Regions from separate parts of the Sus scrofa genome. Here all the other regions are linked to region 2. A link is a contact called in public Hi-C data. All regions are on one chromosome and are shown on one strand. The core of a region is the stretch at or near the end of the contact, and the rest is flanking DNA. Distances in the headings are between cores, read along the strand shown.

Region 1 (4,399 bases), core at 1,413-3,912, 81 kb after region 2:
AAGTTACCATTACTGGACATTTTGTTATACATCCTTCCAGATGTGCATCTTTGATTTTTTTTGGCCCTCATACAGATTACACATTCAAAAAATTATTTCTGTTCAATAGAGTTGTAGAAGGAGGATTGCTATATCAATGGATATGCATTTATTAAAATGTCCACCAAAACTCTAATCCAAAAAGATGCATGTGGGAGTCCCCATCACGGCTCAGCGGTAATGAAGCCAACTAGTAACCATGAAGATGTGGGTTCGATCCCTGGCCTCACTCAGTGGGTTAAGGATCCGGTGGTACTCATGAGCTGCAGTGCAGGTTGCAGATGCAGCTCATATCTGGCATTGCTGTGGATGTGGTGTAGGCCGGCAGCTGCAGCCCCAATTAGACCCCTAGCCTGGGAAGTTCCATATACCACAGGTGTGGCCCTAAAAAGACAAAATATATACATACATATATATAAACATACACACATACATGCACATGCACCTCTATGTTCATAGCAGCACTATTTTCAACAGCTGAGACATGAAAAAACTCAATGTCCATTGCCAGAGGAATAGATAAAGATGTAGTACATATATACCATGGAATATTACTCAGCCATTAAAAAGTGAAATAATGCCATTTGCAGCAACATGAATGGATTTAGAGATTATCATGTAAGTGAAGTCAGAAAGAGAGGCAGATCATATGCTTGCACTTACATACAAAATCTAAAATGTGACACAAATGAACTTATTTAAGAAACAGACTCACAGACAGAAAACAAACCTATAGTTACCAAAGGGGAAAGGGGCTGGGGGAGGGATAAATTGGGAGTTTGGGATTAACATATACACTCTAGTATATATAAGACAGATAACCAATGATAACCTACTGTATAGCACAGGGAACTATATTCAATATTTTGTAATAACCTATAAGGGAAAAGAATCTGAAATATAGATACGTGTATAAGATATAGTTGGTTTACAGCGTTGTGTTAATTTCAGATATACAGCAAATTGAATCGCTTTGCTGTACACCGGAAACTAACACAACGCTGTAAACCAACTAAACTTCCAATTTTAAAAATTTCAAATTAAAAAAAACAGAAAATACATATCCTATCTCTAACACAGACCTTAGACAATTTGGAATTGCCATTTCTTACATATAAAATTAGGACCAATCAGGTTATTTTCTTTTTAAGGGAAAACACAATAATAAAACCTTTCTTACTGAGTTATCATGGAGACAAAATGAGATACAGGAAGCAAAGTAGCTTTATAAATGAAAAAGAATCACAACATTATAAATCAATACTTTTAAAAATGGAAAAAAAGAAGAAGAATTCTGTCATTGGCTCAACAACAGAGCATTAAAATTCATGTTCAACAATCCTCTGGGTTTTGCCTGCACTCACACACTTAAAAATAAAACTGAGGCTCACTGCTAGAAGCTCTCAAATGCATCATTTTATATTCGTGTTTTCCCAAAATGTGAAACACATATCAACGATGTGTGACTTCAAATGGTTTATGGGACGATCTTAAGTGGCTATGCACATGCATTAAATAACACTCATGTTATTTAGTTATTCTCTTCCAATCCTTTTGCTTTCATCAACGAGGCTGTAAAGGTGACATAACTTGAACACTTCCTAACGCTTGTTAACCTCCCATTCTTACCAGAAAGACAGGTTCAAGCCTTGGTAGGCAGCAGTATCTAATACAACAACTTGTGTTCAGCGTATTTATTTTTTTTACAAGTACTTTACTTGGGACGTGCGATCCTGGTTCTCCGCTTACCGTAAAGATAGGGTTTCCGTGAAATCATTTAATTTAAAAACAGAACACGGTTTAATTTTTTAAAAAGTGATAAAAAATACAAGTGGTACTGCGATAATGCAACCATCCTGAAGGTGGTAGACGAATGACTTAACTTCCAGAAAACGACCTCACAATTTTGAGGCCGCTGGGACGAAATGAGGAGAGGAGCCAGGATCCAAGCCCAAGTCTCTCTCGATGCTCCACCAATTTCGTGCTTCTCAAAATATGCAAATGCATACGAAGCATTCGAAGGGCTAGTTAAAATACAGACATGGCGACTCAGTAGGTCAGGCGAGGGACCTGAGAAACCGCATTTCTACCAAGCTCCCTTGGGGAGCTGGGAAGAAGCCGACGCTGCGGATTATGGGAATACACCCACCCATGGGACGCTAAATTTTCAAGGTCGCCAACTTTGCTCAGCCTGGAACGCCGACCACACCTGCAGTGACGTCAGAGAACAGGTGTGCAATTAGGTCATTCCCCCAACCCGCTAACCCGGAACCGGCACCACAGAGCGTCACATCAGAAAACCACTCTCTTCCCGCCCAGCGGGCCGGCGACACATTACAAGCCTAGCCCTGCTTTTCCGCTCGCGCTCGGTCGCAGTCCCGTGACGTATAAACGTCTACGCCGTGACCTCTCCGACCCAAACCTCAGGAGAAAAGTTCATTGCTCGCCAGCCCAGCGCGGGGCAGCCATCGCTCTCACACTTTACCTGAAAGGGGCCGCGGGGCCCCCGTGCGCGGAAGCCACAAGCAGCGAGCCGCCACTGCCCCGGCGTAGCTCATGGCCCCGCAACAGGGTACCCACTCCTTGAATAGTGAGCCCAACTTGCCCTCGGCACTGACTGATGACGTACAGCTGGCGTAAGGCAGATGCAGCCCGCCTCTGCGTAGGTGGAAACGCCCCTAAGCGCCCAGCTTCCACTCGATTGGTTGGGAGTGTCAAATGGAAAGATCCTATTGGATCTGACCATTATCAATCACTCAGGAGCCCGGTGAAGGGTTGCCATGGAGATGAGAACGCTAAATTGTTCTTTAGAAGATAGCGACAGGATTACTACCTAACCTCCGTTCCTGGGAAAGAGGACCGTGAGGGAATTATTTACTGGCATAGCCATCATATTTTATGCTTTACCAGCATAGGAGACTTTTCTCTATTTGTAGCCTTTATCCACTTCCAGAAATTACATTCTGGAATTCAGTTCACTGCATGGTATCTCCAGGTATTTTGGGGGTTGACAGACGATTTTAAATTTCTTCTTAGCCCTTTTCTCTATTTTTTAAATTTTCTACAAAGAACATTATTAATATTATTATATCCACTTTACTGTTAGTGTGAACGTATTGATGCAAATTGGTTTCTTGACGAGAGGGCTGGGGAGGTGAGATTTAGCAACGTATTTCATAATTTTTTTTTTTTTCTTTTGGCCGCCACACAGTATATTAGCGCTCCCGGGCCAGCGATCAGATCCGGGTGGCAGTGGCGACCTTTGTTGCAGCTGTGGTAATGCCAGGTCCTTTAACCCACTATGCCAGGCTGGGGATTGAACCTGAGTCCTGGCACTGCAGATATCAATACCGTTGAGCCACAGCAAGAACTCCACGTATTTCACACTTCTAAAAGTTATTCACCAGTTCCCTGGTGGTCTAGTTGTTGGGACTCCTGGCTCTCACCACTGCGGCCCAGGATTCAACTCCTGCTCTGGAACTGAAATCAAAACTATATCCGGTCTGTTAATGTAGACTCATCAATTGTAACAAACCGTAGCACTCTGGGGGAATGTGGCAGCAGAGGGTATATAGGAAATCTACTTTCCTCACTTTTGCTGTGAACCTAAAACTGCTCTAAGAAAATAAACTAAGAAAAAATTTTGGTGGACATTTTAATAAATGCATATCCATTGATATAGCAATCCTCCTTCTACAACTCTATTGAACAGAAATAATTTTTTGAATGTGTAATCTGTATGAGGGCCAAAAAAAATCAAAGATGCACATCTGGAAGGATGTATAACAAAATGTCCAGTAATGGTAACTTCAGAGGGTTGGAGGTGAGAAGGGGGCTTTCATGTTCTACTTTACACCTTTGGATTATATGTATCTTTTATCCAAGTTATTGCAAAACATTTAAGGCGTTCCCAAGTGGCTTAGTGGTTCAAGGATCCATGTTGTCACTGCCGACTGCTGTAGTGTGGATGCCATCCCTAGCTCAGGAATTTCTGCATGCCTTGGGCATGGGTGGGGCCAAAAAATCCCCACATTTAACATACACTGCCATTGTAAAGTAATTGAAGTTGCTAATTGTTTTCAAATTACTTTAATACAGTGCAGGAATTTAATAGTTTATGATCAACTCTTATATAACTTTTTATTATTTTATTTGTCTCTCTAGGGCCACACCCTTGGCATATGGAAGTTCCCAGGTGGGGGGTCAAATTGGAGCTATAGTTGCCACCCTACACCACAGCCACAGCAACTCGGGATCCAAGCCACGACTGCGGCCAACACCACAGCTCGAGGCAAGGCCAGACCCTTAATCCACTGAGCGAGTCCAGGGATCAAACCTGCATCCTCAAGGATGGTAGTCA
Region 2 (4,656 bases), core at 1,957-4,456:
GTTAAAAAGAAGCACGAATCCATTTATAGAAAAAAATTAAGTCAATAACAGCACAGGTGGTACACAGCTCATGGAAAAAACTCAAAATCCTTGAAGTGATAAGGGATTTGCTGCAGCTTGGTAAACAAAGTCTCTCGGGGATCACACGCTCTTCTAAAAGCAAGACTCGGAAGTGCATACACAGAGCAAGACCTAAAGATGCGCGCGGGGGGGGGGTGGAATTAGGGAGCCTATAGCTGAGTAAAGAAGCACTAGTCCTGGCCTCCCCAATGGCCAATCAGGGGACTTAGGCAAGTCAGGGGCCACTCTGAGCCTCCACTACTTCCCTTCTCTAGTGGAAGGGCTAAGCTAGGACACCGACTAGGAAAATGCTTTGTGCTGCCCGGCTGCACCATATCTGCACCGTTTCTGTGGCTTATGAGAACCAGATGGCTTGTCAAGTCCAATAAGAACCCATCAGGCACCACGGACCATCCTGGCTGATATAGCACTGAACACAGCAGCAAAAAACTAGGCCCTCACGGGGCTTATACGAGAAAGTGCTTTGAAACGCTTATGGCAAAAGGTTAGGATAAAGTGATGCTTTTTCACAACGATCCAGGTTCACAGGGAGGCATTTCTTATTCGGTGACCAAAAGAGAACCCCTTTTAAGACCATGCATGATGAGCAGAGATAAGGCCACCTCAGGGACCCCTGAGTGAAGAACAACCACGCAGCTTTCTCAAGGCTCAGGTGCAAAGTGAGTGTCTGGGAGCAAAGAGAAACCAAGAAAGATGAAGAAAGAGGAAAGAGAAGACGCTCCGTCACTCCCAGGCGTGCCAAGACTCTTTGGGACTCGGTTCATGTGTTTGACACAATGGAGGAGAACTGATTCCAGCCAGGGAAAAAAAGAGAGAGAGAAAGAAGGAGAACCCAGATATTCTAAAACATGTGTGCAAAACCATGGCTCACAGGTCAAATCCAGCCTGCAGCTTGTTTTCCTACAGCCCTCCAGCTAAGAATGGTTTGTACCTCTTTAAATGGTTGAAGAAAAAAAAAAAGCAGAGATGATTAATACTTTGCGAATCAGACAAAATATACATAATTCAACTTCAGTGTCCACAAATAAAGTTTTATTTAAACACAGCCATGTCCATTCATTGACTATTGTCTATGAAACTGTTTAGGGCCACGGTCAAGAAGTAAATAGGAATGACACAGACCATGCAGCCCTCAAAGAAAAAAATGTATTTACTACCTGGTCTTTTACAGAAAAAGTTAACACCTTGTTCTAGAAGAAAAGTCAACATCATCGGGCCATCCTCATATCAGCTGCGTAACAAATGCCCCCCTGATCCCCGCCATCTCCCCTTTTCGCTTCCATGTCCCCTAAGCACCTGTGTGGCCTTGGGCAAAGCATTTCACTTCTCTGTGCTGAAGCCTGTTCTTTTTTTTTTTTTTTCTTTTTCTTTTTGGCCACATCCACAGCCTGTGGAAGTTGCCAGGCCAGAAATCGAACCCCCACCACAGCAGCAACCCGTGCCTCAGAAGTGACAATGCCAGATCCTTAACCCTCTGAGCCACAAGGGAACTCACAGACAGCAGTTCTAACAGGGTTCATCTCTCATTGGATTATGCCTTCAGAGGGACAGGGACCGTGCTGTTTCCTGGCTGTGTGTGGTCACCCAAGTGTTTGCTGAGCCACTGTTGAATAGTCATCCCTCCCAACAACAGCCACACAGTAGGTGAACAGTATATGTGACCTTCGCTAAACTTGAAAAGATGACCTAGGGATTCGGTGAAAGGTAAGTCCGTGGAGCGAATCTAAGCCAGGAGAGGGATGGGGAGGCCAGAGCCAGGTGGCAGAGGACAGAGTTCCTGGCAGCTGGAAAAGTCTAAGGACAAGATGAGGGGAGATGTGGGCCAAAGAGGAAGGAGGGGACCAGCAGCCCCCCAGCTGTAACCAAGGGGCGAAGAGAGTCCAGATGGACCTTGAATGTGGGAGCCTGTAGGTTTCTCTGCCAGGCGTAGAGGACCCAATCTCAGAAGCAAGCAGCTCCAGCGGGTCTGACAGCGGTGACCTTGGCGCTGACACGTCGCCACTTCCCCCCTTGTATTGAGGCAAAAGGTCTCTTAGTCCGCAGCCCCCCAAAAGGGGCACTTGGAAATTATTTCTGCCTAAGGATGCTTGGGGGGTGTCCCCCAGATGATGGGGATCCACAACTCCCAAGACCCCAAGGCAACGGCCTAAAGTAATCGGCTGCCCCCCCCAACACAACCAGCGTGCCTCTGCTGTGTCCCCACCCCTCAGCACCCAGTGACCGGGAGAGACGACGTCCTCGTCCCTCCTGGCCGGAACAGCTGCCTCAGGCTCGCTCCGCCGGCCAATTAGCCGGAGCCGTCACCAAGGCAACGGCAGCTGGCGGGCCGGGTGGCTGGCGCGCCCCGGGCCGCCCTCCCCGCGGCCCCTCCCCTGGGGTGGGGTGCGCCAGGGGAGGGATGGGGGAAGGGGGGTAAAGTCCGCCCCACCCCCCCATTCCCAACCCAGGAGGCGAGGGCGCGCGTGCCGAGTCCACTTGGGGCCCTTCGCGCCGGGGTGTGGGGGTCCCCAGCCTCTTCTCCTGGGGCGCACCCCCGCTGCTACACAGGTTGCCCGCGCTCGGGCACCCTTTTTCTCCAGGCAAGTTTGTGGCAGCCCAGCCGTGTGCCCTCCCTTCCACGCGCTCACAGCCGGAGGGGGCGCGGCACCCCCCCACCCACACCGCGGACCTGGCCCCCCGGCCTCAGCCCTACCTGGATGTACGCCATTTTCGCCCGCGCGCACTCACTCCGGCCCGGGCATGGCGCCGCCACGGCCACTTTGCCCTCGCCAACCGGGGAGAGGGGAGAAAGCAAAGGGGAAGAAGAAGAAAAAGGCAGCCGGGTGGCCCCAGACGTGACTGGCGTGGCTGATGAGCGGCGCCCGCCCCTCTGCCGGCCGCCCCGTCCTTGCCTTCCCCTGCGTTCTGGCTCCTGGAGTCGGGGCCGCCTCCCAGGTTGGGAAAGCTCGGGCGCCCAGGGTCCCCGCCTCGGCCTCCCTCGCGGTCCCGCACTCCCCCCGAGGCGCTGCCCAGGCTGGATTAAGGCCGGAGCGCCTGAGGAGGGAGCCCGGGGCAGCCGCGGGGACTGCAGCGACCCCGGCGCAGGCGGGGCCGGAGACGCTGGGGCCCGTGCGCGCCAGAGGCGGGGGAGGGGACCGGGATGGGGAAGAGGGTGGGAGGGGGCGGTGCGCAGGTCAGTCCATCCGGTCGGCACCGGGGCTGGCACCTACCGAGAGCAGGGCCCCCGGGGCAGCCGTGAAGCTGAAAGGGCACGGTCCAGCCCGCCGTGGAGTCTAGAGCTGGGAGGGTCCTCCCCAACCAGCCCTCTCCCAGACCAGGTTGGAAAAACTTTATTCCCGCCCCACCCGACGCGCCTAGAACTGCTGCGGTGAGGCAGTTCTAAACGAATGGGAACCTCAAGATAACGTGGGGCCTAGGGCGCCCCCAGAGAGGTGCCGCAGCCCGGCGGCAGGGGCGCGCGGCAAGATCGGAGCGTCCCTTTACCCTAAATCTATCTGCCCGACTTGCGCCCAGGGCGCAACAGGTCTGGCGCGGGGCGGCCCAGCAGCGCCACCCAGCGTCGCGCCCCGCGTACTGCGCGTCTCTGCCCGCTCGAAGCTCCGCGTCGGAGAGCGTGCGCCCCCGGGGCGTGTCCACCCGATTGCCATCCTGGCTGCCCGCCCGCGTGGCTGGATCGTCCCGGGGCCTGGAGGCCTGCCCCCGAACCGGTCCTCGCACCCCAAGACCACAGAGTTGGGGCTGGCTATCCACTGAGGGATGTGGGATGGAACCTTGCCCTGCGCCGGTTCTCTTTTTAAAACGCTGTGGTATCGCCAGTTGCCAGTCACCAGTTTGCCAACCTTTTAACCTCCAGCGCTTGTCTTTTCATCAGTAAAAAATGCATAAAACCTCTGCCCTGCCCATCCTCCGGGGCTGTTTTGTGGGCGTGAAAGGGGAAATGAATGTGAAAGTCATACACGAAAGATGTACCATACATCCGTATAAACATTTTGTGTAAATATCTAGCATACATATACATTTCTAAGTGTGATACAATATTTCATTTGTAGCGCGTGGCATGTAACACATGTGAGCAGTTATGATTTCGCAGGCATGTGCTCAGTCCTTCACAGGCGTTACTTCATTTTGTCCTCCACCTTCCTCCCTTCTGTATCTCCAGGTAGGTGCCTGACCAGCATGGGCACTCAGTAAATGTTTTTGGCATCGCGCTGGAGAAAACCATACTTTAAAAAGACACATGGACCTCAGTGTTCATTTGCAGCCCTATTCGCAGTAGCCAAGACATGGAACCAACGTATAAGGGCCATCACCAGAGGAATGGATCAAGAAGATGTGAGACACACCCAGTGAAATTCTGCTCCACCATAAAAAAGAATGAAATAATGCCTTGTACAGCCACATGGATGGGCCAAGAGATTACCATACTAAGTGGAGTTAGACAATGAAAGACAGACATCCTATGATATCACCTGTATGTGGAGGAAAAAAAGGATACAAATGAACTTATTTGCACCACAGAAACAGACTCACAGACTTTGAAAACAAACTTGTGGCGACCAAAGGGGACAGGTTGGG
Region 3 (4,571 bases), core at 1,662-4,161, 65 kb after region 2:
GGGTTAGTCAGATTCCTTTCTGCTGCACCAGGACAGGAACTCCTCCCTCAGTCTATTGATTCAAATGTTAATCACAACCAGAGTTCCCATTGTGGCTCAGTGTGTTAAGAACGTGATAGGATCCATGGAGATGTGGGTTCGGTCCCTGGCTTCCCTCAGGGGGTTAAGGATCTGGCGTTGCCATGAGCTGTGATGCAGGGTGCGGATGTGGCTTGAATCTGGCATTGCTGTGACAATGGCTGTGGCTGGCAGCTGCAGCTCTGATTCGACCCCTAGCCTGGGAACTTCCATATGCCGTGGGTGCAGCTCTTCAAAAAAAAAATGTTAACATACCCTCACACCATGCACAAAAATAAACTCAAAAATGGCTGAAAGACTTAAATATACGACAGGACACCATCAAACTCCTAGAAGAAAACATGCGCAAAACACTCTCTGACATCAACATCATGAATATTTTCTCAGGTCAGTCTCCCAAAGCAACAGAAATTAGAGCAAAAATAAACCCATGGGACCTCATCAAACTGAAAAGCTTTTGCACAGCAAAGGAAACCAAAAAGAAAACAAAAAGACAACTTACAGAATGGGAGAAAATAGTTTCAAATGATGCAACCGACAAGGGCTTAATCTCTAGAATATATAAACAACTCATACAACCCAACAGTAAAAAAGCCAATCAATCAATGGAAAAATGGGCAAAAGACTTGAATAGACATTTCTCCAAAGAAGATATACAGATGGCCAGCAAACACATGAAAAAATGCTCAACATCACTGGTTATAAGAGAAATGCAAATCAAAACTACCATGAGATACCACCTCACACCAATCAGAATGGCCATCATTAATAAATCCACAAATAACAAGTGCTGGAGGGGCTGTGGAGAAAAGGGAACCCTCCTGCACTGTTGGTGGGAATGTAAACTGGTACAGCCACTATGGAGAACAGTTTGGAGATACCTTAGAAATCTATACATAGAACTTCCATATGACTCCGCAATCCCACTCTTGGGCATCTATCCGGACAAAACTCTTCTTAAAAGAGACACATGCACCAGCATGTTCACTGCAGCACTATTCACAATAGCCAGGACATGGAAACAACCCAAATGTCCATCGACAGATGACTGGATTCGGAAGATGTGGTATATATACACAATAGAATACTACTCAGCCATAAAAAAGAATGACATAATGCTATTTGCAGCAACATGGATGGAACTAGAGAATCTCATCCTGAGTGAAATGAGCCAGAAAGACAAAGACAAATACCATATGATATCACTTATAACTGGAATCTAATATCCAGCACAAATGAATATCTCCTCAGAAAAGAAAATCATGGACTTGGAGAAAAGACTTGTGGCTGCCTGATGGGAGGGGGAGAGAGTGGGAGGGATCGGGAGCTTGGGCTTATCAGACACAACTTAGAATAGATTTACAAGGAGATCCTGCTGAATAGCATTGAGAACTTTGTCTAGATACTCATGTTGCAACAGAACTAAGGGTGGGGAAAAAAAATGTAATTGTAATGTATACAGGTAAGGATAACCTGACCCCCTTGCTGTACAGTGGGAAAATAAAAAAATTTTTTAAAAATAAAAAATAAAATAAAATAGGAAGAGTTAAATACAAAAAAAAAAAAAAAAAAAAGTTTATCACAACCGAAAAGGCTCTTATAGAAATACCCAGAATAGGAGTTCCCTTCATGGCTCAGTGGTCGACCAACCCCCCTAGGATTCATGAGGATATGGCTTCGATCCCTGGCCTTGCTCAGTGGGTTAAGAATCTGGCGTTGCCATGAGCTGTGGTGTAGGTCGAAGATGAGACCCAGATCTGGTGTTGCTGTGGCTGTGGTGTAGGCCAGCAGCTGTAGCTGGGATTGGAACCCTAGCCTGGGAACTTCCATATGCCGGGGGGTAGAGCCCTAAAAAAAGCAGAAAAAAAAAAAAGAAAAACAACAAAAAAAATCTCAGAAAAACCAAAACACAGCAGCAATGAATAAAAAACAATTCAAAGGAAGGTGCGGAGACATGACGAGGGGTTAACAGTTTGCCAGGCGTTGGGCTGCAGATGAGCAAGAGGACGGAAAAGCGCTCACACAAGGTTGCCCACTTGATACTTTTGATCCAAAAGCTTCTAGGTACATTCAATTGAGATCAGAAGGATGGTTTGTCATCAATTATAAATTACTTTTGTTCCATTCTCCGAGTCCACATGATTTTTTAGCGTAGTTTATCAAACACTGGCCTTGGGCCTGCTAAACCAGGCGTGGGGAAAGCTTGACTTTGAGCAGCTTGCGCCAGGCTGGAGATGGTAGGAAGCAGATAAGGATAGCCTCCAATGCCAATGCAAGAAGCTGAGGCCTGGGGGTTGGGAGAGGCGGCGGGGGCGGGAAGGGTGGGGTAGGGGGTCGACTTCGCCTAAGAGATGGCAGTTTGGAAGGGCAGACAGCCTTCATCAGGCAAAGCGCTGAGCACGTGGACTGGAGGAAGGCACGTGTCCAGGGGGCAGCACGAACCAAGGAATGAACCTTCTCGTGGGGCCCCTGGGACGTTGCATGACGCTTGAAGCCGGTTTCATCGTGTGATCCCAACAGACGGAGACGAATCGACCCCCACTGTTTTCCTCTCTCCCTTTCCTGAAGAAGAAATTGCGTCCTTCCCGATAAGTACTCTCAAGTCAGGGAGCCAGCGCGGACTGGAGCAGCTCGGTGAGCCCGCCGCAACTCGCAGTGTGTGAACCTGACATTCCACTCCGGTCCGACGGCGGGACCGCGGAGATCAGGAGGCCGGGTTACCACCACAATGACCTGGCCTTGACCGCCAGGCGTGTCCCGCTGACGTCCTGCAGTGACGGGCGGGGCGGGCGGCTGGCCGCGGACTCGGAAGGCCGGGGCGAGGGTGCCCTCTGGTGGCCGCGGGGAAGCCTGCGCCCTTCCCCGCCCTTGGCGCGCTCAGCCACAGATCTTCTACATGATCCTGATCAAAGGCCCGGTGGGGTTCAGTCACAGCCCTGCAGGGCTGCCATTTCGGGAGCAGGAGTGGGAGGAGACATGTCCCCAAAGGCAAGAGGAGCCTTTTTAACCTTTGATAACATATTCAGTAGAAAAGTGCTTGGTGCTCCTGCAGAGGCAAAGAACGATTTTGAGGAAAGGGATCTTTTGTTCCTGGCAGCTGGGAAAGGTCAGGCTTTCTTCTCAGAGCAGCGGGATCAAAAGGCCTTAAGGAAGCCCAAGGTTTTTATCATATAGGTTTTTATCATATTGTCAGAGAAGTTCGGGATCTGCAGACAGGTGGGTTAAGGACCCCAAGGGGTCCCGCCTCTGAAATTCCTTAGAGACTGTCTTCAGGGGTGGTCTCTAAAGCATCAAAGGTCCCCAGATTCTGTGTTAATAACCCAAATGCCCACTGATGAAGGACAAGAAGATCTAAGAGGCTGTGCTGCCAAATGGTCAAGTTCAAGCCTCTCCAGGACTTAGTGTTTCCTCCACTGCGAAGCCCACACAAGGACCGCAGCGCCTGAGGGAGTGGTCGGAACCCAGTGCCAGCAGCTGTAAGGACAGTGCTCGGGGTGGTGGTGGAGCAGGGCTGCGCGGTCCTGGTGGCCCGGCTGTGAAAGAGCAGCCAGCCGGAGAGATGAGGTGGAGCTACAGGTACTGACTTGGAAAGATGGCCAATATCAGTCACAAAGTGAAAAATGTACGTTTCAGATCAAGAGGCACAAGATAGGAGTTCCCTGGTGGCTCAGCGGGTTAAGGATCCAGCCTTGTCACTGCAGTGGCTCAGGTCACATCAACCCCAAACCCAGCAGCTGAAAACAACCAATGTTTATCATCTAACATAGTTACAGAGAGTCAGGAAACCAGGTGTGACTCCACGGGGCACTTCTGGCTCTGGGTCTCTCAGGAGGTTGCAGTGAGGATGTTGGCTGCAGGCATGTCATCTGAAGGCTTGATGGGGGCTGAAGTAGTCACTTGCAAGACGTCACACACCATGACTGTTGTCAGGAGGCCTCAGTGCTTGGCCATGTGACCCTCTCCACAAAAGTTCACTGAGTGTGGGGTGTCTTCACCACATGGCAGCTGGTTTCCCCAGAGTGAGTGATTCTAGGAAGGAGGAGCTTACAAGGTCTTTATGACTTAGCAGCCTTGGGAGATGCACCCCATCATTTTCTGCCACATCGTTTATTACAAACAAGTCACTAAGGCCAGCCCACCCTCAAGGCAAGGAGAATTAAGCTCCACCAAACAGAGGAGTATCAAGGAATCTGGACATACTTTAAAACCATCATATCCTGGAGTTCTCGTCATGGCTCAGTGATAACAAACCCAACTAGTATCCATGAGGATGAAGGTTCGATCCCTGGCCTCGCTCAGTGGGTTAAGGATCTGGCATTGCTGTGGCTGTGGCTGGCAGCTCCAGCTCCAGTTTGACTCCTAGTCTGGGACTTCTATATGCTGTGGGTGCAGCCCTAAAAAAACAAAAACCCATCACATCTTGTTAAAATGATGATTCTGATTCAGTAGGTCTGGGGAAGAGACCCAAATTCTACACTTCTAACATGCTTTTG

Evidence for each region. A called contact is a pair of places that touch in the nucleus more often than the background predicts.
Region 1: a Hi-C map of liver shows a contact between it and region 2, with 2.8 times the contacts expected there. The contact joins the promoter of COQ7 here to the promoter of SYT17 in region 2. A contact is called at or near these places in 7 of 47 Hi-C or Micro-C datasets (blood, embryonic fibroblasts, epiblast stem cells and 4 more).
Region 3: a Hi-C map of retroperitoneal adipose tissue shows a contact between it and region 2, with 3 times the contacts expected there. The contact joins the enhancer-like site here to the promoter of SYT17 in region 2. A contact is called at or near these places in 1 of 5 promoter capture datasets (liver), 37 of 47 Hi-C or Micro-C datasets (adipose tissue, alveolar macrophages, blood and 16 more) and 1 of 2 datasets of contacts at active chromatin or transcription factors (alveolar macrophages).

The regions. Positions count from the first base shown.
Region 1 is chr3:26,364,269-26,368,667 of Sscrofa11.1, reverse strand. It overlaps COQ7 (5-demethoxyubiquinone hydroxylase, mitochondrial), which reads right to left and starts at 2,662. Exons shown (of 6, transcript XM_021086541.1): 1 at 2,525-2,662. The coding sequence starts at 2,597.
Region 2 is chr3:26,445,853-26,450,508 of Sscrofa11.1, reverse strand. It overlaps SYT17 (synaptotagmin-17), which reads right to left and starts at 3,206. Exons shown (of 12, transcript XM_021086545.1): 1 at 2,774-3,206. The coding sequence starts at 2,788.
Region 3 is chr3:26,381,126-26,385,696 of Sscrofa11.1, reverse strand. No RefSeq gene overlaps it. Among named protein-coding and RNA genes, the nearest start is that of COQ7, 17 kb to the right of the region's middle. Within about 2 kb of position 2,911, at least 40 of the 83 cell types and tissues checked have an H3K27ac peak or open chromatin away from gene starts, as enhancers often do. A contact at or near this core is called in adipose tissue, alveolar macrophages, fetal liver and 5 more, where this site is marked.